7 separate regions of the Mus musculus genome follow, and all the other regions are linked to region 1. Evidence: chromatin contacts called from public Hi-C and HiChIP or PLAC-seq data. All regions are on one chromosome and are shown on one strand. Each heading gives the region's core, a stretch centred on a gene start, on an enhancer-like site or on the middle of the called end of the contact. The rest is flanking DNA. Distances are from core to core; before and after follow the strand shown.

The links. A called contact is a pair of places that touch in the nucleus more often than the background predicts. HiChIP or PLAC-seq counts read pairs in DNA pulled down with a chosen protein or histone mark.
Region 2: a contact with region 1 is called in an H3K27ac HiChIP or PLAC-seq map of acute myeloid leukemia, with 9 times the contacts expected there. The contact joins two enhancer-like sites. A contact is called at or near these places in 1 of 15 datasets of contacts at CTCF or cohesin (the NIH/3T3 cell line), 5 of 484 Hi-C or Micro-C datasets (bone marrow-derived macrophages, embryonic fibroblasts, embryonic stem cells and 2 more), 9 of 115 datasets of contacts at active chromatin or transcription factors (VIP interneurons, acute myeloid leukemia, differentiating embryonic stem cells and 5 more) and 1 of 9 other capture datasets (embryonic stem cells).
Region 3: an H3K27ac HiChIP or PLAC-seq map of VIP interneurons shows a contact between it and region 1, with 5 times the contacts expected there. The contact joins the promoter of Socs2 here to the enhancer-like site in region 1. A contact is called at or near these places in 13 of 39 promoter capture datasets (3T3-L1-derived adipocytes, the C10 cell line, the HPC-7 cell line and 9 more), 1 of 15 datasets of contacts at CTCF or cohesin (the NIH/3T3 cell line), 15 of 484 Hi-C or Micro-C datasets (the C2C12 cell line, the CH12 cell line, adipose-derived mesenchymal stem cells and 7 more), 25 of 115 datasets of contacts at active chromatin or transcription factors (the 230-238 cell line, the NIH/3T3 cell line, VIP interneurons and 17 more) and 4 of 9 other capture datasets (adipose tissue, liver, macrophages and 1 more).
Region 4: an H3K27ac HiChIP or PLAC-seq map of heart atrium shows a contact between it and region 1, with 5 read pairs. The contact joins two enhancer-like sites. A contact is called at or near these places in 3 of 484 Hi-C or Micro-C datasets (bone marrow-derived macrophages, muscle stem cells and nephron progenitors), 5 of 115 datasets of contacts at active chromatin or transcription factors (bone marrow-derived macrophages, craniofacial prominence, embryonic basal ganglia and 2 more) and 3 of 9 other capture datasets (adipose tissue, embryonic stem cells and liver).
Region 5: an H3K27ac HiChIP or PLAC-seq map of large pre-B cells shows a contact between it and region 1, with 2.3 times the contacts expected there. The contact joins two enhancer-like sites. A contact is called at or near these places in 2 of 484 Hi-C or Micro-C datasets (bone marrow-derived macrophages and nephron progenitors), 5 of 115 datasets of contacts at active chromatin or transcription factors (the NIH/3T3 cell line, bone marrow-derived macrophages, fibro-adipogenic progenitors and 2 more) and 1 of 9 other capture datasets (embryonic stem cells).
Region 6: a contact with region 1 is called in a Hi-C map of bone marrow-derived macrophages, with 27 read pairs. The contact joins two enhancer-like sites. A contact is called at or near these places in 1 of 15 datasets of contacts at CTCF or cohesin (the NIH/3T3 cell line), 2 of 484 Hi-C or Micro-C datasets (bone marrow-derived macrophages and nephron progenitors), 3 of 115 datasets of contacts at active chromatin or transcription factors (acute myeloid leukemia, large pre-B cells and regulatory T cells) and 1 of 9 other capture datasets (embryonic stem cells).
Region 7: an H3K27ac HiChIP or PLAC-seq map of large pre-B cells shows a contact between it and region 1, with 2.7 times the contacts expected there. The contact joins two enhancer-like sites. A contact is called at or near these places in 1 of 15 datasets of contacts at CTCF or cohesin (the NIH/3T3 cell line), 4 of 484 Hi-C or Micro-C datasets (embryonic stem cells and nephron progenitors), 3 of 115 datasets of contacts at active chromatin or transcription factors (VIP interneurons, embryonic stem cells and large pre-B cells) and 1 of 9 other capture datasets (embryonic stem cells).

Annotation. Positions count from the first base shown.
Region 1 is chr10:95,012,520-95,015,985 of GRCm38.p6, forward strand. No RefSeq gene overlaps it. Among named protein-coding and RNA genes, the nearest start is that of Gm40744, 53 kb to the left of the region's middle. Within about 2 kb of position 1,587, at least 53 of the 459 cell types and tissues checked have an H3K27ac peak or open chromatin away from gene starts, as enhancers often do. A contact at or near this core is called in VIP interneurons, adipose tissue, heart atrium and 2 more, where this site is marked.
Region 2 is chr10:95,474,393-95,477,858 of GRCm38.p6, forward strand. It overlaps the pseudogene Gm3619. Among named protein-coding and RNA genes, the nearest start is that of Mrpl42, 26 kb to the right of the region's middle. Within about 2 kb of position 1,674, at least 15 of the 459 cell types and tissues checked have an H3K27ac peak or open chromatin away from gene starts, as enhancers often do.
Region 3 is chr10:95,414,921-95,418,386 of GRCm38.p6, forward strand. Socs2 (suppressor of cytokine signaling 2) reads right to left here and starts at 1,937. Exons shown (of 3, transcript NM_007706.4): 1 at 1,698-1,937; 2 at 1-271. The coding sequence starts at 49. It overlaps 5730420D15Rik (RIKEN cDNA 5730420D15 gene), which reads left to right and starts at 2,455. Exons shown (of 5, transcript NR_045339.1): 1 at 2,455-2,759.
Region 4 is chr10:95,397,116-95,400,581 of GRCm38.p6, forward strand. It overlaps a transcript of Socs2 not described here. Among named protein-coding and RNA genes, the nearest start is that of Gm33230, 15 kb to the right of the region's middle. Within about 2 kb of position 1,631, at least 66 of the 459 cell types and tissues checked have an H3K27ac peak or open chromatin away from gene starts, as enhancers often do. A contact at or near this core is called in adipose tissue, heart atrium and muscle stem cells, where this site is marked.
Region 5 is chr10:95,366,370-95,369,835 of GRCm38.p6, forward strand. No RefSeq gene overlaps it. Among named protein-coding and RNA genes, the nearest start is that of 2310039L15Rik, 32 kb to the left of the region's middle. Within about 2 kb of position 1,637, at least 22 of the 459 cell types and tissues checked have an H3K27ac peak or open chromatin away from gene starts, as enhancers often do.
Region 6 is chr10:95,346,563-95,350,028 of GRCm38.p6, forward strand. All of the region lies in intron 1 of 2310039L15Rik (RIKEN cDNA 2310039L15 gene), which reads left to right. Among named protein-coding and RNA genes, the nearest start is that of 2310039L15Rik, 12 kb to the left of the region's middle. Within about 2 kb of position 1,784, at least 13 of the 459 cell types and tissues checked have an H3K27ac peak or open chromatin away from gene starts, as enhancers often do.
Region 7 is chr10:95,289,557-95,293,022 of GRCm38.p6, forward strand. All of the region lies in intron 2 of Cradd (CASP2 and RIPK1 domain containing adaptor with death domain), which reads right to left. Among named protein-coding and RNA genes, the nearest start is that of Cradd, 32 kb to the right of the region's middle. Within about 2 kb of position 1,770, at least 66 of the 459 cell types and tissues checked have an H3K27ac peak or open chromatin away from gene starts, as enhancers often do.

The sequences.
Region 1 (3,466 bases), core at 337-2,836:
AGAAAGGTGAGGCTGTCTTCTTTTTAGAAGATCTTTGTTTGTGCCAGGCTGGCTAAAGGCAATTCCACAAAAGCCCAGCTTTCTTTTAGAAGAATTTGCCTCTTAGAGGTCCCACCATCTCCTAGTGATAGCACTGCCTGGGGACTAAGCCTTTAGCATGCCAGTCTTTGGGAGACATGTATCCAAACATAGTAGAACACATCTTTAGGAGGCCTATGGTGTTCAGCTTTGAGAACCAACCTCTGTGTTAGACAGATCTGGCTGTCAAAGCCTTTGAGCATGAAACAACATAAATCTGATACGGAAAGACGAACTATAAAGACACAGGCTAAGAAAAGGGAACCTGGGTTAGTTAGCATCTTTACTGATGCCATTTCCAAACTGTACAACTGTGGTGAAGTCAACTGAGCTCCCTGCTCTCATGTTCTTTTTAGATAATCAGACATTGCAAAGGTTGTACAATGACTAACAAAAAACCATGAATGAAAAACCTTAGCTAAGCCAGGTGTGGTAGCATACGCCTTTGGTCCCAGCATGAGGAATACAGAGACAGGCAAGTGGATCTCTGTGAGTTCAAGGCTAGCCTGGTCTGTGGATTGAGTTCCAGGACTGTTAAACAAATAAACTCCATTTGGAAGAGAGAAAAAAAGAAGAATATATAGAGAGAGAACAGAAAAAAAACAGAGAGAGGGAGAGAGAGACAGGGAGGGAGGGAGAGAGAGACAGGGAGGGAGGGAGGGAGGGAGGGAGGGAGGGAGAGAGAGAGAGAGAGAGAGAGAGAGAGAGAGAGAGAGAGAGAATGAATCCAAGCCCCCAGGCTACATGCTGACAGGTCCCAGACAGAGGGCACTGTAGCCTTCTTTGCAACCCACCCCACCCCTGGAGAATGGAGCTGGCTAAGTCTCTGCTAAGAATAGAATTCCCTTGGCTCTTGTTTTTCAGCTCAGAGAATATCAGATTTGCTTGCTTCTTGGCTGTGTCTGTCTTTTGCTTCCTTTAAGGTGTCTTTTTAGGTTTTTTAAAATTAAAAAAAAAAAAAAAGAAAGAAAAAAGAAAAAACAAACTTAACATTTCTACTACTCCCAATGTCTTCTCAGAGAGCGTAGCGTTTGATCGTGCCGAGTCCAGGAGGTAGATGCGGCGGATACTTCTGATCTTCTGGGCTGCTTTTGGAACGCCAGAGTGTTACTAGGCTTTCTCGGTTGATGCCAAGCAATCTAGCTGTAAGTTGAAGAAAAAAATAACGAAGAAGCCCTTGGAAGGAAACGGTGTTTAGTACGTGGTTGGAGGTGGGGAGTGAGAAGTTTCCTCTGGGCTGAGGCTGACAAGAGGAAACCAAAAAGAAAAAACATGGATGTAACAGAAGAAGAAAATGTTTTTAATGGAAAGGCTTCCCAGAGATGGAAAGAGACCGAAGGTCTTGGCCTCCGTCATTTCTATTGTCCATCTGAGGGTGTGCATGGTGCCCTGTGCCTCTCTCTTCCTCCGCCGATTCTTCTAATTCTTGAGGGCATTAGGAGATGGGGCTGATTCATCACTTGGACTGAAGCAGGAGGGCTTGGCCCAGGCAGCTCTGCCTCAGACTGAAGGCCAGATTAATACCGTTAGTGGAAAGTGTTCCAACTGAATGGGGGAGCAGGGCTCTGGCAAGGTCACTTTCCATCAGGGCCTGCCAAAGCTGATGTCACCAGGAACTTGCAACCTGCATCTGATTTCTCCCTTTCTTTTGTACTTTTTGTTTTGATTTGTTCTTTTGAGACAGGGTTTCTCTGTAGCCCTGGCCATCCTGGAACTCACTCTGTAGACCAGACTGGCCTTAAACTCAAAGATCTGCCTGCCTCTGCCTCCGAAGTGCGGGGCATTTTATACTTTTTTTTTTTTTAAAGGCACAGAATGATGTCCCCAAAGCTCACCTCTCATCGTTCATTCAAGAGGAAGCTTATTTTTAATTTTTCCACCAATTCTACTGTACTACCCAACTTAGTTTTTAAAGACTGCATGTCCCAACTTATGCTAACGAGACAGCAGGCACCCACTGTGGTTCTACGGTGGGTTAGGAAATGAGGTTGGATAAGCAAGGGCAGCCAGGTGTGGTGCCAGGCCTGCCATCAAACTGAACAAGAGGCGTGAGAGTCACGTGCATAGATCAGTGCAAGGAAGATGATTCTTCGGAGCTTTTGGAGAAGTGGGAGGCAAGTGAGGTCTTGAGTGGTCTGGGAAGACTGCCTGGAGGGGGTGATCTGTGAGGAAGATGGGTAAGCAGAGGGAGGCATAGGAAGGGCATTCCAGAATGGACACTAAAACAGTAAACAGAACAAGTAGTGATGTAAACGGGCTGTCTGTCAGGGTGTCCTGCCCCCGGGTGTAGAGGTAGCCTTGATATAAACACTGTAGTCCAAGCCTTTCTCAAAGTTTATCTCCTGGGTAAAAGGGTGATTGATGCTTTCCTGAGATCACCTCAGACACTTTGCCTGCAGCATCTCTGTTCCAGCTAAGTTCCATGGGCCAATCCCTAAGAGCCAATGGGACACCCACTGAAAGGGTGACACCCCACTATAAGGGTGACCTTAGAGGCCAACTGGACAACCACTGTAAGGGTGGCCCTAGGGGCCAATGGGACACCCACTGTAAGGGTGATCCTAGAGGCCAATGGGACACCTGCTGTAAGGGTGACCCTAGGGGCTAATGGGATATTTACTGTAAGGGTGATCCTAGAGGCCAATGGGACACCTGCTATAAGGGTGACCCTGGGGGCTAATGGGATACTTACTGTAAGGGTGACCCTAGTAGACAATGGGACACCTGCTGTAAGGGTGATCCCTAGGGGCCACTGGGACACATGTTGTAAGGGTGACTCTGGTAGAAAATGGGACACCCACTGTAAGGGTAACCCTAGGGGCCAATGGATACCCACTGTAAGAGTGACCATAATAGACAATGGGACACCGCTGTAAAGGTAACCCTAGGAGACAGCAGGATACCCACTGTAAGGGTGACTCTAGGTTGCTCCTTTGCAGGGACAGCACTTGACTCTAAGTGTGAGTGTATTCCCTTGCAGTGAAGTCTCTGGCAAATGGCTGGTAGCTGCTGGTATCCTTGGATATCCTCTGACCTCTTCCCCTGCCACATTCCCAGCTCTTTCCAATGGTCTCTGGAGCACCCGTGTGTCCACGCTTATTGTCTCCCGAGGGGATGGAGAATTGCCCAGCTAAAACTTTAGGACCGGGTAGCCATCTGGCAGGCCTATTATCTGAATTAAGTAGATGGCAGGCAGAGGGTTTAGAAACTCCCAGTTCCCATCTGCTGTGTGGAACTATCTGAGGCCTGCATCAAGAACTTGAAAGCCTGCTCGCCACTAGGACGGACTGTCCTCTGGACCCGTGCCGGACACTGTGAGATCAGTGCTGCAGGTGTGGTAGCTCATTTGGCTCTCGTGATGGAATGGTGGGGGGCGGGGGGAAGGGCT
Region 2 (3,466 bases), core at 424-2,923, 460 kb after region 1:
CAGTGCCAGCACTAGGAGCCATGCAAGACACATAACTTAATAAGGTCATCAATCCCAGTTGTGAAGGTTACAGCTTAGTAGGAGAGACAGACATTCATCAAATGACCACACTAGAAGATGCCTAACCGCCCTGCATGGTGGCACATGCCTTCAAACTCAGCACTCGGGAAACAGAGGCCAGCCTGGCCTACACAGTAAGTTCTAGGCCTGCTAGAGCTATGAGACCTCATCTCAAAAACAACGAGGACGATGACGACGACAACAACAAGAAAACGAGGAGGAAGGGGGAGGGGGAGGAGGAGGAGGCAAGCAGCTTAACAATGGGCACGTCAACTGGTTGATGGGTAAAAGTGCTTGCTGTATAAGCCTGATGACCTGAGTTCAGGCCTTGAAACTTAACTCCCCAAGTTTGTCTTCTGTCTTTCACACCACACCAGGGTATGCATGAACACACACACACACATACACACACAGACCAGGAGTCGGGGAACTACCAAACACTTCAGGAGGTATAAGAGATTGCCGTCAAGCCGGCCAAGTTCAATATCCAGATCCCATGTGGTAGAAAGAGAGAATTGAACACCCTCTTCATACATTGAATAAATGTTTACAACAACAACAACCACAAAAGATGAAAAGCAAGCCTACTGGCAGGAACCAAGTCCTCAGCTGACGTCTCCCCATGGTCCAGCTTCACTTTCCTACAGTCCTGTGATCCTCCTCCAACAGACTCCCATTGCTGGACTCTACTGTGGATGGATGGGCTTCTTGGCCCTGGAAATCAAGAGTCTTAACTAATGGGTTCTCTTACCTCTGCTGACTGGGACTAGAGTTGTTAGCTTCTTAGGAAGGCAGGAGTTTGTGGGACCAAAAGAAGGAGTCACAAAACCCTTAGCCCTTGTGAGGAGGCAATTCAGAGGCACAGTGCTTGCCTGACATGTATAAAGAAAGCCCTGAGATCAGTCCCCAACAGAACACACACACACACACACACACACACACACACACACACACACACGGAGAGACAGACAGACAGACAAACATATACACAGACAGACACATGTGGAGAGACGAGAGACAAACAAACACACACCATTTAAAATTAAAAACAAAAAAGAAAGTACAAGGGCTGGAGAGATGGCTCAGTAGTCAAGAGCACTGGCTGCTCTCCCAGGGGACCTGAGTTCAATTCCCAGCACCACATGTCAGTCAGTTCCCAGCTGTCTGTAACTACAGTCCCAGGAGATACAAGGGCACCAGACACCCACATGTTACTAAGACACACCTGCAACGAAAGCATCCATACACATTAAAAGAAAAATCTTTAAAAAAAAACATATTTTCTAACAAAAAGAAATCTGATGTCTTTAAATATACATAAAAGATTTATTTTTATATATGAAAGTACAAAAACAGTTAACAATGTTATCTTTGAGTAAGTCAAGGTTTTCTACCTAAACTTAATTAAAAAAAATGATAGTGAAAAACATCCACAGTTGGGAATGTCATTAGAAAAATATAAGTAGCACGGCCGATATTTAGCAAGTAGCACTGATCTTAAGGATGTTTGAGTTGGCCAGCTAGAAAGCAGATCTTCTCACAACCAGCTGTTGTATAAATACTTAATGATAGACGAGTAGAACGACTTCCGGCAATGACATTATCAAACCACCCTTTCTCAAGTAGCAATGTTCAAATTCTCTGCCATTCTGGCATTTCAAAGTCACAACCACAGGGTAAGCGGTTCAGGCTGAATGCTGTGTCACAGTGCCCTCTGGCGGTTTCGTCGAGAATGTGTTCCGCAGGTTAAGGCAACACAGCCTCTCCGGCTCTTCCTAGGGCTGCTTTTAAAGTAGCATCCCTCACATGTAATTGTAAATGGCCACTAAAACCTGTAAGTGGTTTTTCATAGAAGGGTAGTGAGGAAGGTAATAGTTTTGTCTCAGCCATGGAAGAGATAGGAAGATACAGAGGAAGTAAGACTGTGATGGGTTACTATTTGTTTAGAAAACTCAAAATCAGCAACACATGAAAGACATAATTCGGAGCCGGGCGTGGTGGCGCACGCCTTTAATCCCAGCACACAGGAGACAGAGGCAGACGGATTTCTGAGTTCAAGGCCAACCTGGTCTACAGAGTGAGTTCCAGGATAGCCAGGGCTACACAGAGAAACCCTGTCTCGAAAAAAAAAAACAAAAACAAACAAACAAACAAAAAAAGACATAATTCAGGAACTACATTAATCTATATTTTCAATACATTAAAGTCTAATTTGCTAAAGTACTCACACAGGACTGCGTTTGGCCTTCTAGAGTTCCACATTGGTCAACTCTGGACTCACAGAAACACTTTTTAATTATTTAATTTTACTTACAAGCCTTGTTCTTTCATGCTCATAACTTATCTTGATCTTTGTAAAACTTTTATTATAAGTCAATATAATTTTTTTCAATAGAAATAGCTTTGTTCAGATAAGTCAATATAAATTTTTTTCAATATAAATAGCTTTGTTCGGTATAAATTTGAAAAAGACTAATAGTGTTTTAAAGTTAGGAGCAAAGTTGGTATATCTGACAAGCTTGTATCAGACTTACTTTCTTTGATGCAATAAAAAAAAGAGAGAGAACCTAAGTGCTCCCATTGGGCAAGAGGTTCACATTACTGTCAATTATTGCTAACCTTCTTCTCTTTTGTTCACTATTCTGTTTTTGTCAGTCTAAGTTTTATTCCAAAAAGTTATGTATTAAGATTAAGATGTTTATAAAGATGTCCATCATTACAATAAAGCACCCAACTGGACAGACAAGGATCCGATTCAGTATTAATGGCCTAATTCCCTGATGGGCAACTTAAAAAAGAAAAAACAAGAAAACCTTTCCGGAGTGAAAGGCCAGGACGGCTTCTAACAGAATTGGTGCCTCTCGGGAGTTATAAAATCCACGATTTTGTCTATTTCTCCTTTCCATTCCCTCTCCTTCTCCTGCTGAGATTTCCCTTCTACCTCTTCTTGGTTTTTGGTCAACTGTTCCACTTCCTTTGCCTGAGGACCATGCTCACGGCCATTCCATTCTCTCCTTAGGGTGGCCATTTCTACTTCTTCAGCTGACAGTTTACCAACATCTATTGTCTTATTTTTTTATCATCTTGACAGCTAGAGCGAATGTCGACTTCAGAGTCCTTTCTCCTGCGTTGTAGTCTGGTTTCAACACTGACACAGCTCGGGCACTGCTGTCTCCAATGCTCATGCGCTTGGGTCACTCTTAACAGACCTGAAAGCCATGGTGCTTACCCCAGCCAATACACAGCAAGGAAACAGCAACCGGACACTTCCCTCCAAACTGCGCATGCGCCTCTGTGATAGCACAGTGCTGTAAACAACTGCGCACGTGGAATTGGCTCCTGTTACTGGAATAAATACCTCTGAGCAATGAATTAGTCAGGACCTTAGCATCAGGTGTTGTGCCTG
Region 3 (3,466 bases), core at 687-3,186, 400 kb after region 1:
GCGTCCTGTCCGCTCCATTCCCGGAGGGCTCCAGGCACCGCAGGGTCATGGGAGATGAGTCAACACGTCCCAGACAGCTGGTCGCCCGAGCTGGGGCCAGTGGACCTCGCGTGCTGCCTGGAAGTCACAGGGTACCCCAAAACGAGAGTGTGCAGGGTGTCCGAAATGGTGGCGGAGGGGGAGGGGACTGGAAGCGGCTGGTTCTTTTTCTCCAAATTCCGGCAGAATGGTGTGGCAAAGTCTCTCGCAGACACTGTCACCCACAGATCGCCTGTGAAGAAACAATGGAACAGAGATTGGGTCAGTCTGGGCTGAACCCCTACGGCCGAGGTGGGGGTGGGTAAACAGACACGTGGAAAATCCCAGGGACTCCTCCGCCTGCGTGTTCTGTACCATTTAACCCCGAGCATCCAGCTAACGCCCTGCCCAACTCTGGGGAAAGACGGGTAAAAAGGGCAGAGATCCAAGACACTAAAGTTGGCCGGAGTAGAGGGGTGAGGAGGGAGACAGGATGAGAGTAAACAAGGTGTTTTCCCGCCGAAGAACTGTGTGCTGGAATTACACACAGGCAGCCCAGGAAACAGTCACCTGCGGGTCCGGATGGATAGGCCTTTGTCATGGGCAAGTGGGGGGTGGGGGTGGGGGGGAAAACATTACACAAAGAACCGGGCAGTTCTCTGCACTTGGCATTTCCATCTTACATTTCGAGCAGCCCCAGGGCCCTTGGGAGGATGCATCCGGCAAAACCTGGTTCCACGCCCTAAAGCGCCGCAGGGCTCCTGGGTCGCCAGCCGAGGGTGCTGCGGTGCGCTAGCGGCGCGCCAGCCGCTGCATCCCTGCCTCGGAGGCGGCCTCACCCCCACTCCTGCCGCTTCCTGGAGCACGCTCCAGACGAGGATGGGGGGCTCAGCGGCGGTCGCTCCAAAACGCGGACCGCGGCTCCTGCGGCTGCCGCCGCGGGCGCTGTCGAGGAATCGGCCGGAGCGTGCAGCCCCCGCCGGAGCTCCAAATGAGGCCGGGGCTGAGCCCGCAACAGCGAGCGCAGCGGGCCATGCCATCAACTGGGACTGAGGTCTTACCTCCACCGCCGCGACTGCCGCCTCCGCACTAGGCAGCCTCCCCAGCGGACAAGGGGCGGGGGAGCCAGGGGGCAAGGAGGGGTGTCCGTCTGAGTTCCCCGGGTGACGTTTATTTGTGGAAGGAGATGCCTGGGGATGCAATCGGCTCTGCGCTCAGTAAAAGCAACCGAGTTTTTCTGCGCCAAAGGCAGACAAAAATCCCAGGGATCGTCGCCTAGCTTCCCCCCCCCCTCTCCGCCCCAGGCTGACACCCCTGCTCGCCAGTGCCGGGTTTCCCTCCAGTTGAAGCGGAGGAGATGGGAGAAAGAGAAGGGGTGGGGTGGGGGAGCAAGGGCGGAGGCTGGCGGGGAGGAGCGGGAGATCAGGTTATTAGGATTATAAATTTGGGTAGCAGTTGTTGGGGGGTGGGGGTGCTCGGAAAATTTCCCGAGACCGAGAAGGAACCCGGGAGAGAGGAGGCAGTTGAGTCCGGATGGGGCAGAGCCCCGACTTGAACTCTCCCGGGGCGCCCTAAACTGCGGACGCCCAGGCGGTCCGCCGCCGCCCCCGTGCTCGCACCCCGCCGCCCTCCCGGCCACTGTCCCCCCGGGCGGAACCTTCGGGCTTCGCGAGCGGTACCTGCCGCAAGCTTCCGGGCTCCGGGCACAAGGGATCTTGAGGGCGCGCGCCTGGAGTCCCGGCGCGCACTGTCCGAGACCCGCGCAGCGTTGGCGGCTGCGGGAGGAAAGGCTCATGCTTCAGGGGGGAAGCCCAAGGCCCGGGAGCCGCAGAGGCGGCGAGACTTGGCAAGAGTTAACCGTCTGTCCCCGGAGCCGAGTGTGCGCGCGACTTCCCAGCCCGACGCGCCTCCCTCGCTCCCCGCCTCCCGCCCCTCGCGCCCCGCCCGGCCGCGGCGGAGGCCGCTTTCCAGGAACTTTCCAGGAATCCGCCTCACGTGACCGCAGCCCCCGCCAGCGCTTTAAAGAGGCCCCGGCCGCTAATGCGCAGGCTTCAAGGGAGCCGGGTGGAGAGAGCCGGTGCGGGTGCTGGTGCTGGTGGCTGCGGGGTGGAAGCCTGCGACTCCGCCCTCCTCTGACCCTGCACCTCGGGGTGCTCGGGAACAAGGAGAAGTCCCCAGCCAATGCCTATTAAGCCACCAGTACCTGCCCCTGTGTCTGCAACAGCTGAGCACCTCGGTCCCGCGAATAGCAGCCCCTCTTCTCCCCAGCCCTCCACGTAGGAGGGAACCTTTAGGCCAGCCATCCACCCCGCTGTGCGCCTGCCAGACGCGACCCTCCTCTCCTCCATGTGGGATGCAGGACCAGCGTGCGGGAAGGGGGCGGGGCTCAGATGTCCGTCCCTCCCTCTCTAAGACACACACAGAGCTAGAGCTAGCACGCCACTGCCCAGGTCGACTACCACTCCCGGGCACCTCGGGAAGCGAACCAGAGACTGTCCCCTCCGCCAGCATCCTAGAAGGCCAGGAAAGAGACGAGCTGAGCGCCTCCTTAAAGCTGCGCAGACTGCCCTCAATCCCTCCCCCCTGGAGCTCCAACTGGTAGTCCCCTGCATCAGCCTTGCCCAGCTTCTCCTTTCCTCCTCAGCTCAACTCCTGCTTGCCCTTCGGGAGACCCACCCTGGCCACCCTACAGAGGAGGTGCCCTTACCTGTGCCCGGGTGGGGTGCGGGGTCACAGGCCTGGTGCGTTTGTCTCTGTGAATCCTTGCAAAGCCAGGGACCCGGAGTTCGTATTGATCCCAGTACTTCTTTCCTATTGGGACCCTCACCTCCCACTCTGTAAGAGGCCACCTAGCCTCCGCGCCGGCATCCAGGCACGCCGGCTCCTGAAACGTGACCCACTTTGAATGTGACCTACTTTTTTTTTTTTTAACAGAAAAACAAAAACAAAAAAAAAACACTCATGGGAAAACCGGATTCGAAATTTCGATAACCATTTTTCTTTGAAATACTGTTCTGTTGCCCCACTGCTCAAAAGCTTGAAAGGTCAATGGCCACTTTTAGTTGAAGCTGTGTCTATGGGGAAGTTGGGCAAGGGTGGCCAGGAGAGGTTGAGAGAGGCGCGGCTTCCAAGCCTTGCCTGGTGCCCCGCCTGCCGGCCCTGGAAGGAAACACAACACGACCGGCCAATTCCAAGGCCCCGAACCAATTTTTATCCACAGTAATTTTTTTCCTCTTAAATAATTCTATGCACTTACAGAATGGTGAACGCGAGGGGAGGACATAAGCCAGCTTACAGGGGCTTTGTCAGCGATAGATTCGTATGTGTGGCCGCGGAGGGGGGAGGCTGTTTTCCTGGAATCTTTGATGGGAAGGATGCCTCTTACTCAAGTTTTAGAAAGCCTGTGTAAAGCCAGGGAGTAACTTAGCAGGATGCTTACCTTCTTTAG
Region 4 (3,466 bases), core at 381-2,880, 380 kb after region 1:
AATCTAAAAGGCTATGGGGGAGGGGGCAGTGCTACTAGGATTGCCGATAATGCAATTTAATAGCAGCTTGAATCCCAAGTTCTAAAACTTGACTCATCCATTGGAACCTGGTTTCATCTGTAATGTTTCTACCTAGAAAACTCAAGTGAGGAGCTAAATGGACCGTTTGGTGCAGGTGGAACGCTTTGAGCCACTAAACTCACAAGCAAGCCAAATATCCCTTTGGGGGCAAGATCTAGATATAGTGTATAGCCACCCTCAGGCAAAGCTAATCCCCTTGCTGGATCACCTTTCAGTGGCAGGAAATTAATTTTGTGGTTCCTAGAACCGGGCTCCCATCTGGTGTCGGGAGGCTGGTACAAAGAAAGGCAGGGGGAGGAGAAACTTTTGCTATGGTTGTGTTTAGTCAGTGTTTCTGAAGTGAATTAATTGGTGACAACACTCTTACACATGAAACAAACCCCTTCCCAATCCCACCCTAGAGTTTCTCAAAGCAGCTAGTTTTCCAGAGCCACATGCCACAGCCGTTGATGTCCCTGGAGACTGGGATGAGTTTGTCACGGCTGGCTTCTTGCTAGTTTCTAAAGGCCCTGGCAGAGAATTGCACACTCCAGAGACCTCTGTTTGGGACTTGAAATTTAACTTTAAAGACACTTAATTAGCAACTTAACACAAGCTGATTTGCTCTCGGTAACAAATGTGTCATTTAAATATTAACTGTTTTCAAGAAAGCCTGGTAAAGGCTGGAGATGTGAAAGATAATAACTTATTTATGTCTGAAATATTGCTAGGACTACCCGCCTTTGAAAACCTTCTAACATGTCCCATGTGAGTACCCCGTCACCAAAAAAGTTCCAGGGGCAGGGATTTACTCCGTGTGTTTGTGCCCATAAACACACAGAACATTCATAAGCCCAGAGGCTTTAATACACTGTTGTTTGTGAGGGCAGAGACAACCTAACCGTCCACTGATGGGGACCAAGCCTGTCAACAAGTGTGTTCATGGGCTGGAATATGTAAAGAGCTGGGATCTGAGTAAGGACATGAAAAGCTATCCAGACCCCAAACAGCAAACCTGAGAAGCAAATTAAAGAGCAGAATGTATGTACGCATGATACTGCTTGTGTGTGCTTTTTAAAAAGTGATTAAAATTAGATGCTTCTATGACATTAGAACATTCTGAAATAGTTTTTTACAAATAGATAAGAGGTCCTAGGGGATGGAGTGGGGAAGGAGGTAGGCAGTCCCGTCCCTCCGTCATAGTGACTTGCTGAACTAGCTAGATATTTTTTTTAACCCCGAGTAGGTTGCTGTCAGAATAACTGAGAAACTAGCTAATAGAAGATTATATTTACTTTGGATTAACAGAAACAAGAGAGGTGCTTTGTTTGCAGACAGTGGCAGCCAGGTTCCCAACTCTGTTTGTAGGAGGTAAACGGTGGGGGCAGAGGGGTGGGTGTAGAAGAAGGTGTTAACCCATTCACTGTAGAGGAAAGCGGCGCCGTGCGCTCAGCGCAATGCGCATTTGGTGACATCTCCTCTGTAGCTGTGGCCTGACATAAGGACCCCACCCCACCCCCTGAGACCCGCAGGGCGCCTGGACGCCAGGAGGAGCTGCCACTCCCAGATGGCTGCAGAAAAAGAACGTCTTCTGCGTCAGCCGTCAGCCGGTGGCACCTCAGCCCTTCCCTCTGCTCAGCCAGGGCGAGCCCCAGACAGCGTAGCCCCCCCTCCTCCCCGCAGAAAGAATGGAGACCGGAGAGGAGATCTCTCTCTCTCTCTCTCTCTCTCTCTCTCTCTCTCTCTCTCTCTCTCTCTCTCTCTCTCTCTCTCACACACACACACACACACACAGCTTTCTCCCTGATTGATCCCTCTCCCTATCCAGTTCCTCGAAATAGCCAAAGCTGGCCCTAGTCCTCACCATGTTTGTAAATCAAGGTCGAATTGCTTCCAGGTTCTACTTGAGTTTTTGTGGGTGCTTTAACCAGACCAAGTTTTCGGTCCTAAGGCCTCATTAACCTACTAATTAAATGGCAAGTCTTTCAGAAGATCTGTAGCTTTTTTTTTTTTTTTTAAAGTTCTTCCAAATCTAAAATATTTACTCCTGGGCTCCCTAGCTGAAGTGTATCTCACGAAGCTGCTTTTTTGTTTTCAATAGTCATTTTGTTCCAAGAGGCTTCAGTGTACTGCCAACAAGTAAAGACTTGCTATCCACCCGCTGGCCTTAGAGAGAAGCCAGGGAGTTTAAAGAAAAAGTAATGCGTGTATCACCAGGTTCCCTCTGTCTGTCTCTGTCTGTCTGTCTGTCTGTCTGTCTGTCTGTCTCTCTCTCTCTCTACCTCTCTCTCTGTTTCATTCCTTTATAATAGCGTCTTAACTCGCATCCAAGATACTTAGGACATAAATGAAGAAAAAGACTGTGATTTGCTCGCCTGAACTGGGAGGCTAACTTTCAACAACAGTCTGTTTCTCCCAACCCGGCTCTTCTTGAAAAAAAACAAAACAAAACAACAACAACAAAAAACAGAATAGAACAGCAAACAGCAATCAGACCTTCAAGACTAACCTGAGTCCTCCCTCTCAGCCAGACTAAGAAATGTTATTAGAAACTTGAGGAAAAGGTACCCCGTTTTTCCTAAGTTGTGGGACTAATCTGGTGTCAGTAGCTAAAGCTGTTATTTTCCTTATTGGAAGAAGTCCAGATACTCAGTTATTTTTGAAGAAAGGCCGTCTAAACAATCCAGGCCGTTGTCCGCCTCTCGGCTTTGGCACTCCCAGGACATGCTGGGAACAGCCCTCGAGACTGAAGTTCCTTTATGTTTTCAGCCACTTGAGAAAAAGTTCTGCCACAAAGTTCTAATGACATGAAGTCCTACAAATCAGCTTGGAAACGTCTAAATGTGTTTTTCCTAGAAAAAAGTGCCAGACATCGATTTTATCTGGCAACCATCAAAATATATCAGACCGCAAAACTATACATTCCTGGACCTCACATGAAGCACGGTGAGGGACCTCAGTGAGCCAATCCCAGAGCTCAGCTACAGTGGCATCTGCAGTTCACAGCCCAGGCAGCCGAGCTGACACTAACCTCTGCTGAGACCCAGGCTCACGACAGCAAAAGAAAACCAAACCAAAGTTTAAAAAAATAAAATAAAATAAAAAAATTTTAAAAGCATAAAAAGCAATGAGCGGGACATTTCTAATCCATCTTTTCTACTTCCAGCTTGAGGTACCATTAAATGCATTCTTTAACTCGTTACACAGAAAACAACACAGAAGCTCACGTGAATACATTATTTATTTGCAACTGCAGCTTCTAAAACTGGTATTGATAAATAATACAGTGACCTCAAAACAGGAACTATCTTTGGAAAGAATAAGTCTTCACACAGTCATTTATTCAGCATCGACTATGAAAAAGTAGAGTTGGGCTACAAACTACGGGGCACTGTCTGCATACCGT
Region 5 (3,466 bases), core at 387-2,886, 350 kb after region 1:
CCTAGTGTCCTAGGGTGATTGTGGGTGGGTGGGCAGGTGGATGGTTGTGGGGGTGGGGATAGATGGACGAATGGGTTTTATAAAGGTATTCTTCCACCGGTGTATACCAGAAGACACTTTCAACTCTTCCACAACAAGATGGATTAGCTTACAAAACAAATTAGATTCACAAGCTGAGTCTATTGGATGTAATTACAGCTGTGGAGTGTAACCATCCTTTCTAGGCATTCCCTGAAGACAGCAGCTCTCCTCAAAGCAATTCCACCGAAAGAAATCCGCCTCCAAAATGTTGCTCCTGACAACCTTGATACTGAGTAGATATTGAATGGAATGAGGATGCCGCATAGTCAAACGTCCAGCAACAGAAAAATCCCTTGAAGTAACTTACACCCCTAGAGTTACTATGAGAGAGCCAATGACATGTGCCATGGCAGTGTTCACAGCAGCCAGGTGAAGCAATCTGCCTGGGTTCCCATTAATGGGTGATACAGAAAGTGTGCTGCCAGTACCTGATTATTTAGTCATAAAGAACAAAATACCATTCGCAGGATAATGGATGAAACTGGAGCTCATCAGATTATGTGAAGTAGACCAGGCTCAGAACCACAATCATCACACACGTTCCCTCACATATGGAGTCTGGTTTTCTTTCTTGAGGCATAAAAGTAAAAGAAATGTTATTTGGGAAGAATAAGCACACCTAGGGTGGGGGAAAAGGAAAGATAAAAAAGAAAGTTCTGATGGGGTGAAAATGAGCCAAGTACATTGTAGACATGAACTCATGACTATACACAATTGATATATGCTAATTGTTTTGAAAGTGCTATTTATATAGCTTGGATAATAAATACTCATTGTCCAATATTCAATGGGAGAAAAAAGGGTACAAGTTTGTGGCGCATGTGTAACAATGTACCGTCTAAGTGAGTTTTTCTTAAACATTAAAAGACACCAAATAACTGACTGTACTGACCCGTGCCTGCCCAAGTGCTTCAGACGAAGTGACAGGAGACAAACAAAACCCAGATTCTCCAAAGCCTTAAAGAGCTGGGGTGCTCTTAAATAATTACATTATAAAGAAACAGATGGCTGCAAATTAAAATACACTGCGTTCTGTCTCCAGCCAGTCAGAATGGCAGGCATCAAGAAAACAAACAGCAAACACTGGCCACATTCGGACAAAGGGAGCTCTTCTATACCCCTGGTAGGAAGGTAAACTGGTCCAGTCACTGAGGCAATCAGTATCGAGGTCTCTCAAACAACTAACTAGGGCATGAGCCACTTCTAGGTGTTTCCCTGAGGGACTTGGGAAACCATCACAGAGGTACCTGCACGTCTGTGGTTATCGGCAGCTCTAGTCTACAGTAGCTGATTACGAAGTCAGCACAGAGGCATGAATAAAGAGAGTGTGGTCTATCTACACAACGGGAACATGAAGTTACGCTGCTCGTGTGGAAGTAGATATGACTGGAGACGATCCAATTAAACGAATTCAGCCAGCTTCAGAAAGAAAAAAAAAATAGAACATGTTTTCTTTCATTTGTGGTTCCTGGATTTTTTTTTTTTTTTATAGATACATGAAATCATGTATGAATATCTGACCTACAGGCAGAAGTGAAACTGTCTTGGGGAAGAAATGAAACTAACAGGAGGCGGGAAAGGAGGGGGTAGGGGCTTTAGGGGAATATGCTCAACATATAATATATATTATATCAATTTTTATTTAAAAAATTTAAAAAAATTAAAATTAAGAGTTAGAGAAATTTCTCCATGGTTAAATCTGTGTCCTGCTCTTGTAGAGGACATGAGGTGGGTTCCCTGTACACTCGTTGGGCGGCTTATGTTGGTTATAGCTCCAGTTCCCGGTTGAATCCAATACCTCTGATCACTGTAAGCATTTGCATTCACATACACATACCCACACGGGAGATGCATGACTACAAACAATAGAAATAAATCTAGACACCCTACACAATAGCGATGAAGGAGAGCAACAGTTGGTGATTGGAGTATGAATGGCGTTAGATTGTCACTATAATATTCAGCCGGCGGAAGCTGCCTTCCTCTGTGGACCCTATGTAGGCTAAAAGCCACCGAGGCCGAAACAGACTCTGCTCAGGGATTCGGCAAGCAGACAGACATTTCCGGGAATGACCAGAGCGGGGGGAGGGGGGGCTACGGGGTGTGTGTGTGTGTGTGTGTGTGTGTGTGTGTGTGTGTGTCTATGTTTAACTTGTTCATATAAACATGTTTAGCTTGGTCCAATGAAAAAAATCTGGGGCCTCATTTGTAGTCTTGGCTCCACAATTCCACGTTACTGGGGTCCGTTACTCTCAAAGGTCTCAGGATCTTTAACCAAACACACACGGGGTCGATGTTATATCTTGTAAAATTTCTGTGAGGTTTAAAGATTATTGCTTTCCCCTTGTTGTTTTTGAGATAGAGCCTCACATCTGTAGCCCAGGCAGGTCTAAAATGCACTGTAGACCAGGCTAGTTTCACGTTCATGGCACGCCTCCTGTCTTATTATCCTGAGCACTGAAGTTACGGTTGTGAGCCACACATCTGACTGCAGGTTTGTAGAGGGTACTTTCGTTCACCTTACTGAGGCTTGTGAAACTTTTTTTGTTTGTTTGTTGTTGTTGTTGTTGTTTTTGAGACAGGGTTTCTCTGTGTAGCCCTGACTGTCCTGGAACTCTGTAGATCAGGCTGTCCTCGAACTCAGAGAGCCGCCTGCCTCTACGTCCTGAGTGCCCAGACTAAAGGTGTGCGCCACCACCTCGGGGCTTGTGAAACACCTATTGGTATATCTGCTTTTGCTTCAGCTTTCTTTGTCTTCTCACTTAGTTATCACCTTCTCTTTGGCATATGCTGAAGCAGGAACTGGCTGGTTCTGCTGGCTTGCCTCCATCCAGTCCATTGGTTGTTCTTTCCTGCTCTGCTGTGCCCCAGGATGCTGGAGAAGATTGGCATTTATGAGCCACATTCCCCCTGCACCCTTATCCTCTGGCTTCCAGTTGCATTCAGTCAGGAAAACACTGACAGGAGGGTGAATCATGGGCAAGTTAGCCATTCTGCACTTGCTCCCTGCCACAACCCCTCTCCCCCAGTTCCAGAGTTCCTCATCTCTAGACATTGTCTTGTTATGACTTAATATGATTTGGGTCACACACACACACACACACACACACACACACAGGGGGGGGGTTCATGTGCTGAAATTTGATCCCTATTGTGATAGTGTGAGATATTAAGAAAACTTAGTCCCACAAGACTGCTTATGCCTGGGATCTTTTCTTATGATCCCAGAGGCCCTGGACTCTCTCAGCAAGGCAATCAACAGCCTCTCAGCCTTGGACTTCTTTTCTTTATAATCTCACCCAGCCTCGGGTATTTTATTATAGTAATGGAATGCAGAGTAATATGGCTGCTTTATTCCTCACCATGCCTTACCGGTTCCCTTAAG
Region 6 (3,466 bases), core at 534-3,033, 330 kb after region 1:
GGGGGTTGGAGGGTCCTATGATGCACGTACTTCCTAAGGTTAAAAGAGGAGGATGGGGCTTGCTTGAGCTACCTATTCACAAGCATGACCTGTGAAGAATGTGACTCGGATAAATTACTGTGAAGGTCAATTTAATCACACCATCAGTTCTTCCAAATCTGTATAACTGTGCACACGAAGGTTGGTTATATTAACACAGTCAAGTAATTAGTTATTGACAGAGCAAAGAGTGCATAATCAGTTATTACCTGAACGTGATCTAGATGTCTGTCTGTGCTGATGAAGATCATCAATCAGATAAAAAAGGAGAGCAGATTCACTTATTTCAGGCTTCATGGAAGACTGTGGTTGATTTCCATCCCTAAACCAACCAACCAACCAACCAACCAACCAACCAACCAAACATGGAACAGTTTTAAACATTGTTATCGTGAGGTAAAAATGTGTCTACTTTCCCCATTCAGAACTTGAAGCGCTTGGGTCTGGAAGATGAACTCCTGAGCCTCACAAAGAAAACTTGAGAAGCTTTTCTGGCTCACTGAGAGCCAACCAAATGCTAGATTCCAGCCAGTGACTCCCCATATTAGTTCTCTAACAACAAACTGACATTTCTTGCCTGTGTTCTCTAGCGTTCTATAATTTTATTCTTAGGGAGACCACGGCAATTTCTCCTAACTGAGACCTCACACTTGGTGAAAACTGGGCGATGATTATACAAGGGCTCATTAACAAAAGCCCAAGCGGACAACTCTCTAATTAATGTCTGGGTTCTGGTTTATGCAGTGATGGGTTTCATTCTTCCTCTTCAGTTTCAAAAAAGATGGGATTGCAAAGGTTATGACAAAACTGGCCAATAAAAAATGCTCTGAAGCACAGAGAGGAAGGCTGGGTTTGGGCAACGCATGGCGAACCCTTAAAAAGTTTTAATTTCTGTTTCTGGGCTACCCTGTCAGTTCTCCAGAACCTTTTAGTCCCTTGAGGCTGGCTCTGTTTGGAACTGCTATTCCATTTATTCTTATTACTAGAAAACACACTCTGAGTTATGTGTGGTCGTATGAAAACACAAACATCCACTCATGTAAAGAGTCCTTCCTTGGGGCTGGTGAGATGGCTCAGTGGGTAAGAGCACCCAACTGCTCTTCCTAAGGTCCAGAGTTCAAATCCCAGCAACCACATGGTGGCTCACAACCATCTGTAATGAGATCTGATGCCCTCTTCTGGTGTCTGAAGACAGCTACAGTGTACTTAATTATAATCAATAAATAAATTATAAAAAAAAAAAAAAGAGTCCTTCCTTTGGGCTGCCTGGATGATGCAGTTTGAAGTTTCATAGGCTTAAAAAAAATAAATACTTTTGAAAGTCATGATGCATCATATTTGAGTCATAACTCAACAAACCATAGAAGAAATGCAACGGCCCGTGGAGACTTGGGGAGGAAATGTTTGTGTCCATCAGTAATCCCAGACTGTAAACAAGAGTGGCTGAGGAAGTATTTGTCTCCCATCAAGCTAAAAATTTCAATTACATTTTTTAAGGGGAAGGGCATGCGTGTATCACAGCACTTAAATGGAAGTGGAGGGACAACTTTGAGGAGTCAGTTCTGTGTTTCCACCACGGGGCTGTGTTGGGAACAAGCAAAAGAAGAAACTTTAAGTACTACCATTAAGTTTTCAGACTCCATTAAATCATGGGGAGAAATTAAATTCAAGGTCCCGGTCCTAGAGGAGCTGGGCACTTCCCAATAGCTGAACAGCTTCTGCTGTAAACTGTTATCTGAGTCCAGACATCTCAGGGACAACTTGTAAGGGGACAGTTGTCTGAGTCCAGACATTTCAAGGACACCTTGTCCATCTTGCTGGCAGGGTTAAACAAGTTCATGTTGCCAGGCCTAGGAATGAGCACCTATCCCACCTCTTAGTTGTCTGTTAACCGGTAGAGAGTAGAGAAATTGCTGTTATCTAAACAAAGGTGCATAAGTTATAAAAATACATAACCTATTGCCTGTTATGTGATAGTTAACTACATGCAGCTGACCTGCTCCATTGTCCCCTTATCACTTTGAGCACCAGACACTGTCTAGGAGAATGAATTAAGGACCTTGAAGGTGCCCTGGATACAGCTCGGTCTCTAAGGGGTACCCCCATAACGTCAAAACACAGTTGGATAACACCACAGCTGTTCCCCCACCTGCCACTTTGTGTTCCCAGCCTTTGAAAATGTACAATCTCCCTATGGGGACACAGTTCAGAACCCAAACTAACTGCTTTCCTGAGAGTTCAGAATATAAAGTTTTCATTTTTAAGCTTCTGTCTCTGAAATGAGTTTTCTCAGCTTCCATCCCAAAGCCAACAGGGACAGGGATCAAACTTTGTCATCAAGTTTGGTGGCAAGGACCTTTACCCACTGAGCCTTCTCAGGAACTGACTCGCCTAAATTAGAGAAGTTTTTCATAAAAGAAACTGGAGGAGGGGAAACATTTATCAATGTATATTGTATTTTTTAAAAAAAGATGTTTTTTTTTCAGTTTAAAAAAGAAAGAAAGGTGTCTCAACTGTGAATTGCAAGCTGAGTGTGTGTAGTCTCTCTACTTTAGCCACATCCTGGATTCTATAATGTACACGATGTAATTCTGTCCAGGAGGCATTAGGGAGAAGAGTTGGGTGCGACCAGGCAGTTCCTTCCTGGAGAGGTTTGGTTCTCCATCCTCCTTCCTCACCTCGGATCCATTTGCATATCCCTTGACTCTGGAATTTTCCTTGTAAGGATTCCTCTTAAAGGAAATAAAGGAGCTGGGGAGATGGTTCAGAAGTTAAGTGATGCTCTTGCTGAGGACCTGAGTTTGGTACCCAGCTCTCCTGTTCTCGAGCTCACGGCTACCTGGAACTCTAGCACCAAGAGGATCTGACACCTCTGGCCTCCAAGGGCACCACACTCATACACAAACTCACAGTCAGACACACGTGCGTGTGCATGATCAAAAACAAAACAAGAAAATCTTCCAAATATAAATAATCAGAGATGTGGGCAAAGATTTGCATTCACAGATGTTCATCTCAGAATCACACCACAAGGAAGGTTTCATTATAGTTTTACTATAATCATAGTAATAATCATAATAAGAATGCTTAATGATTGGATATGCTTAGCGATGGCGTATCTTTCAAGCTCTTACATACTTCATTTTACAGTCTCCTGGAGGTAACTGGGAAATCCTTCATGATGTCTAAGGCAAGAGCAAATACAAAATGAAAATTTGGAAAGCTAAATTATGCGTATGAAAATATGTGTTCCCCTTGGATGATGGAATAATGGGAGATTGTGGGGGTGGTTTTTTTGAACTTTCCAAACTTTGTAGCAATGTGTTAGTCAACTGTAGCAAGCAATTAAGCAATAGTTACTACAACAAAATACTTGAGGCCAAATAACTTTGTAAAATGTATTTACACTATTTATTTTTACTTATTT
Region 7 (3,466 bases), core at 520-3,019, 280 kb after region 1:
CAACTGGTGTGTGTGTGTGTGTATTTCATTTGCAAATCCAGGCTCTTGATCGGGTACAGACCTTTTAATGAGCTAATGTAGACAGTTGTCTCTTAGTGAAATTACCTCTTTACCATAGACCAAAGCAAATGAAGGATCCAAGAAATGCCCACAGGGCTGCAAGAATCCATTACTGCGACAGAGCTCCCACAGGCAAAGTCAGAAGATCTCTGTGTGTGTTAGTTTTCCTGAGCTTCCATTGCCTGCATCTTGAGGTGCTGGCTATCCTCGATAAAGGTTCTTTGATAACAAGAATTCCTAAGACTAAACTTCACTCGATTCTCGCCTCTTATGTGATAACGGCTGATCCTTTTACTTTTTCCCCCCACACATCTTGTCACATATGGTCTCCTCTGCAACAAATGTCTGCTGACAACTGATAACATTTGTGTTTGTTTAGCAACATTCTCGCGAAGTTGCTCTCATGACAGATAATAACTGTTATGATCATGACATTTTCAGATAGCTGAAAATAAAACCAATATGCTCATCTTTGCTGATAAGCTAGAAAGGTAAAAGGCTGAAGCAAGGAACACACATACACACACACAGTGTGAGGAATTGACGTAGGGAGCAAAAGCATGAATGGCTCCCGCCCCATTTTCTCATTTTAAAGTTAATAAAACTGGACCAGGCAACATTCTGCAGTTCAGTTAAGACTCGTGGGTGGCAGACAGAGCTCTGTGTGTTTGAGCCACTGACTCAATGGATGGTCCACACAAAAAGTCCAAAGTTCTAGACTTCCTCAGAACTTGATCTGCATAAAAGTCCCAGAGTTTCGGGCCTGCCAGGGATATAAAGTGAGCTCCTGTCTCAAACACACAACAAACAACAGCAACGACAGGTAAATAAGCAATGGGTTAGAGAGCTGGCTCAGTGGTTACGAGCAACTGATGCTTTGTAGAAGCCTGGAGTTCATCCTGATTCTGCTACAAAAAAATCAGTGATGACTGGAACATTTCCAATTGAATTCTCCAGAGCTCCTTTCTCTTGGGGTGTCACACTTTCCCCTAAACAACATTTAGTTATCTTAAGCTGCTCCTCCTCCTCTTCTTCTTCTTCCTCCTCTTCTTCTTCCTCCTCTTCTTCCTCCTCCTCCTCCTCCTCCTCCTCCTCCTCCTCTTCTTCTTCTTCTTCTTCTTCTTCTTTTCTCCTCTTCCTCCTCCTATTCCTCTTCCTCCTCCTTCCCCTCACCCTTCTCTCACCCTCCTTTTTTTTTTTTTTTTTTTTTTTTGATACAGGCTCACTCCATTGATCAGGCTCACAGCAACCCTCCCATCTTTTGCAATGCTGGTATTACAGTCTGGCCCCACTTCTGGCCACAAACAACTGTTTTAAAAAGACACTCTAAACTACATACACAGAAAAATCACAATGCAGGACTATTGGTTTGGCTTCATTTTAGTGAACAACAACAACAAAAAATAGGTCACTACATAGCTTGCAATCCTCCTGCCTCACCCTCCCAAATGTTGGGATTAGCCACCTAAATTTAAAACTCATATTCTTCACTCTCAAAAAGCCAGACTTGAACTTGTCTGTCCACATAATCCTGTTTGCTACATTTCAAAATCTCATAAGAGAAATTAACAGTAAATTACCCCAAATTCTTTCAGTGTCCTGGGACAGAACACTCACTTAAAATCCCAAACCCAGTGCACTCAAGTCAACCCTCTCATACAGTCCAGCCAGCTTTCCCAGCCTCAGCCTTCACGGGTCTCTGGCCTATCCACTGTGACCGCTGAGTTTCAGTTCCTGATTCTACAAGGTTTTCAGGGTGCGCTGGATATGACAATATGCTGGCGGTACAGGCAGAATGAAAAGGACTTTCAAAAAGCAGACACTTCACTTACAAATGAGGGACAATAAAGTGGATATAATCAAGGGACATTTGGGTAGCAAAAAGTGACATCTTGACAAAGTTACCATGGAGAGCACACCAGGTTCCAGCTGTTCTTTTTTAACGGCACCTAATGTATCCTCTGGTAACAAGTCTGACCGTGTACCGCCAATGCCTTACGTAAGAGAAAACTGAGGGCTTCGTTGATAAGAACAAGAGGGGCTGGAGAGGCGCAGTGGCAATTACAACACACTGGCTAGTCCTGCAGAGGACCTGGGTTCTGCCTCCAGCACCTACAAGGTACCTCCCAACCGTCAGTAACTCCACAGAAGTAGATGGGTGGTGGAGTGAGGCGGAGACAGTCATCCTGCTGTGGTTATCTGGCCCGAGGCCTGGAGGAAGAGGCAGCTGCACAGAGTTGCAGGTCCAGAGTGGTCCAGGGAGCGAACTGCAGTGCAAGGGCCTGGAGATGCAGGGAGGCTGGTGAGGTGAACCTGGCAAGCTCCAGGAACAGAAAGGAGAAGAAGGTGGCTCCATCACAGAGAGGAGAAAGAGTAGAAGGAGACGCTGGAGGCAGTGTGGATGCTAACATAATGGAGAGCCTGTGTTTATTGCAAACACAGCAAAAACCCGTTGTTGTATTTTGGACAGGAGAATAGTACAGCCCGACCTACGTGGTTTTATATACATAATACTTCTGTTGATTATTGGGGAATTTCACATTATGAACCCCAATCACACTCACTTCCCAGTCTTCCCAGGTCCAACTCTCTCCTTGTGACCCTCCCCACAAAACAAACAAACAAACAAACAAAGTAAATCAGTAAGTAAATAAATAAATACAAACAAGTCCAACTTGTATTGCCATATGCTCTCTGGAGTATGGAGCATGGTCAAACTTCCAGTAGCTAGCCCCTTAAAAATATCTAAGTTCTTTTCTACCGGCACCCCCACCAGAAGCCATCAATTCTTAAAAGCTACACTTCAGCATCCTTATCTCACATTGAAGAGTTCTCTTCATGGCTTCCTGTTTAGGCTGTTACTGGGGGAGGGGAGCTGTCCTAGAAGCCTTCTATGTCAGTCTTTCTCAACTGTGAATTTGCAGTCATTGGTAACCTGTGCCCTTTACAATCAGCGGGAACACAGATCGTGGACTTCCACGTGGTAGTGCAGACCACAGACATGATCACAACGTCCAGTAGCAGCATGGCCTGTGGATAACAACATGGCTGCAGGTAGCTGCACCGACCATGGGCATCCACATGGCCTTCAGGATTAACACGGGCCATAGACACCATCACAGCTCCTGGCTATAGCAGGATCATAGACCCAGACATTGCCCTCACTGGCAGCACGGCCCACAGACAACAGCATGGTCCATACTCACTATCGTAGTCCTCCGTGGCGGTGTTTCTTAAAGGTCCCGCTGGCTGCTATGTGAGAGACGGAATACAGAGACAAGCATGGAATCAAAGAAGCTAGTCCTGACACAGATGGTGAAACTGCACACTTCCAGCTTCCCTCCACTGTCTGTCAGCATTATGTGATCACCACGACAACAACCTTGCTCCTCTGACTCTTGGCCCT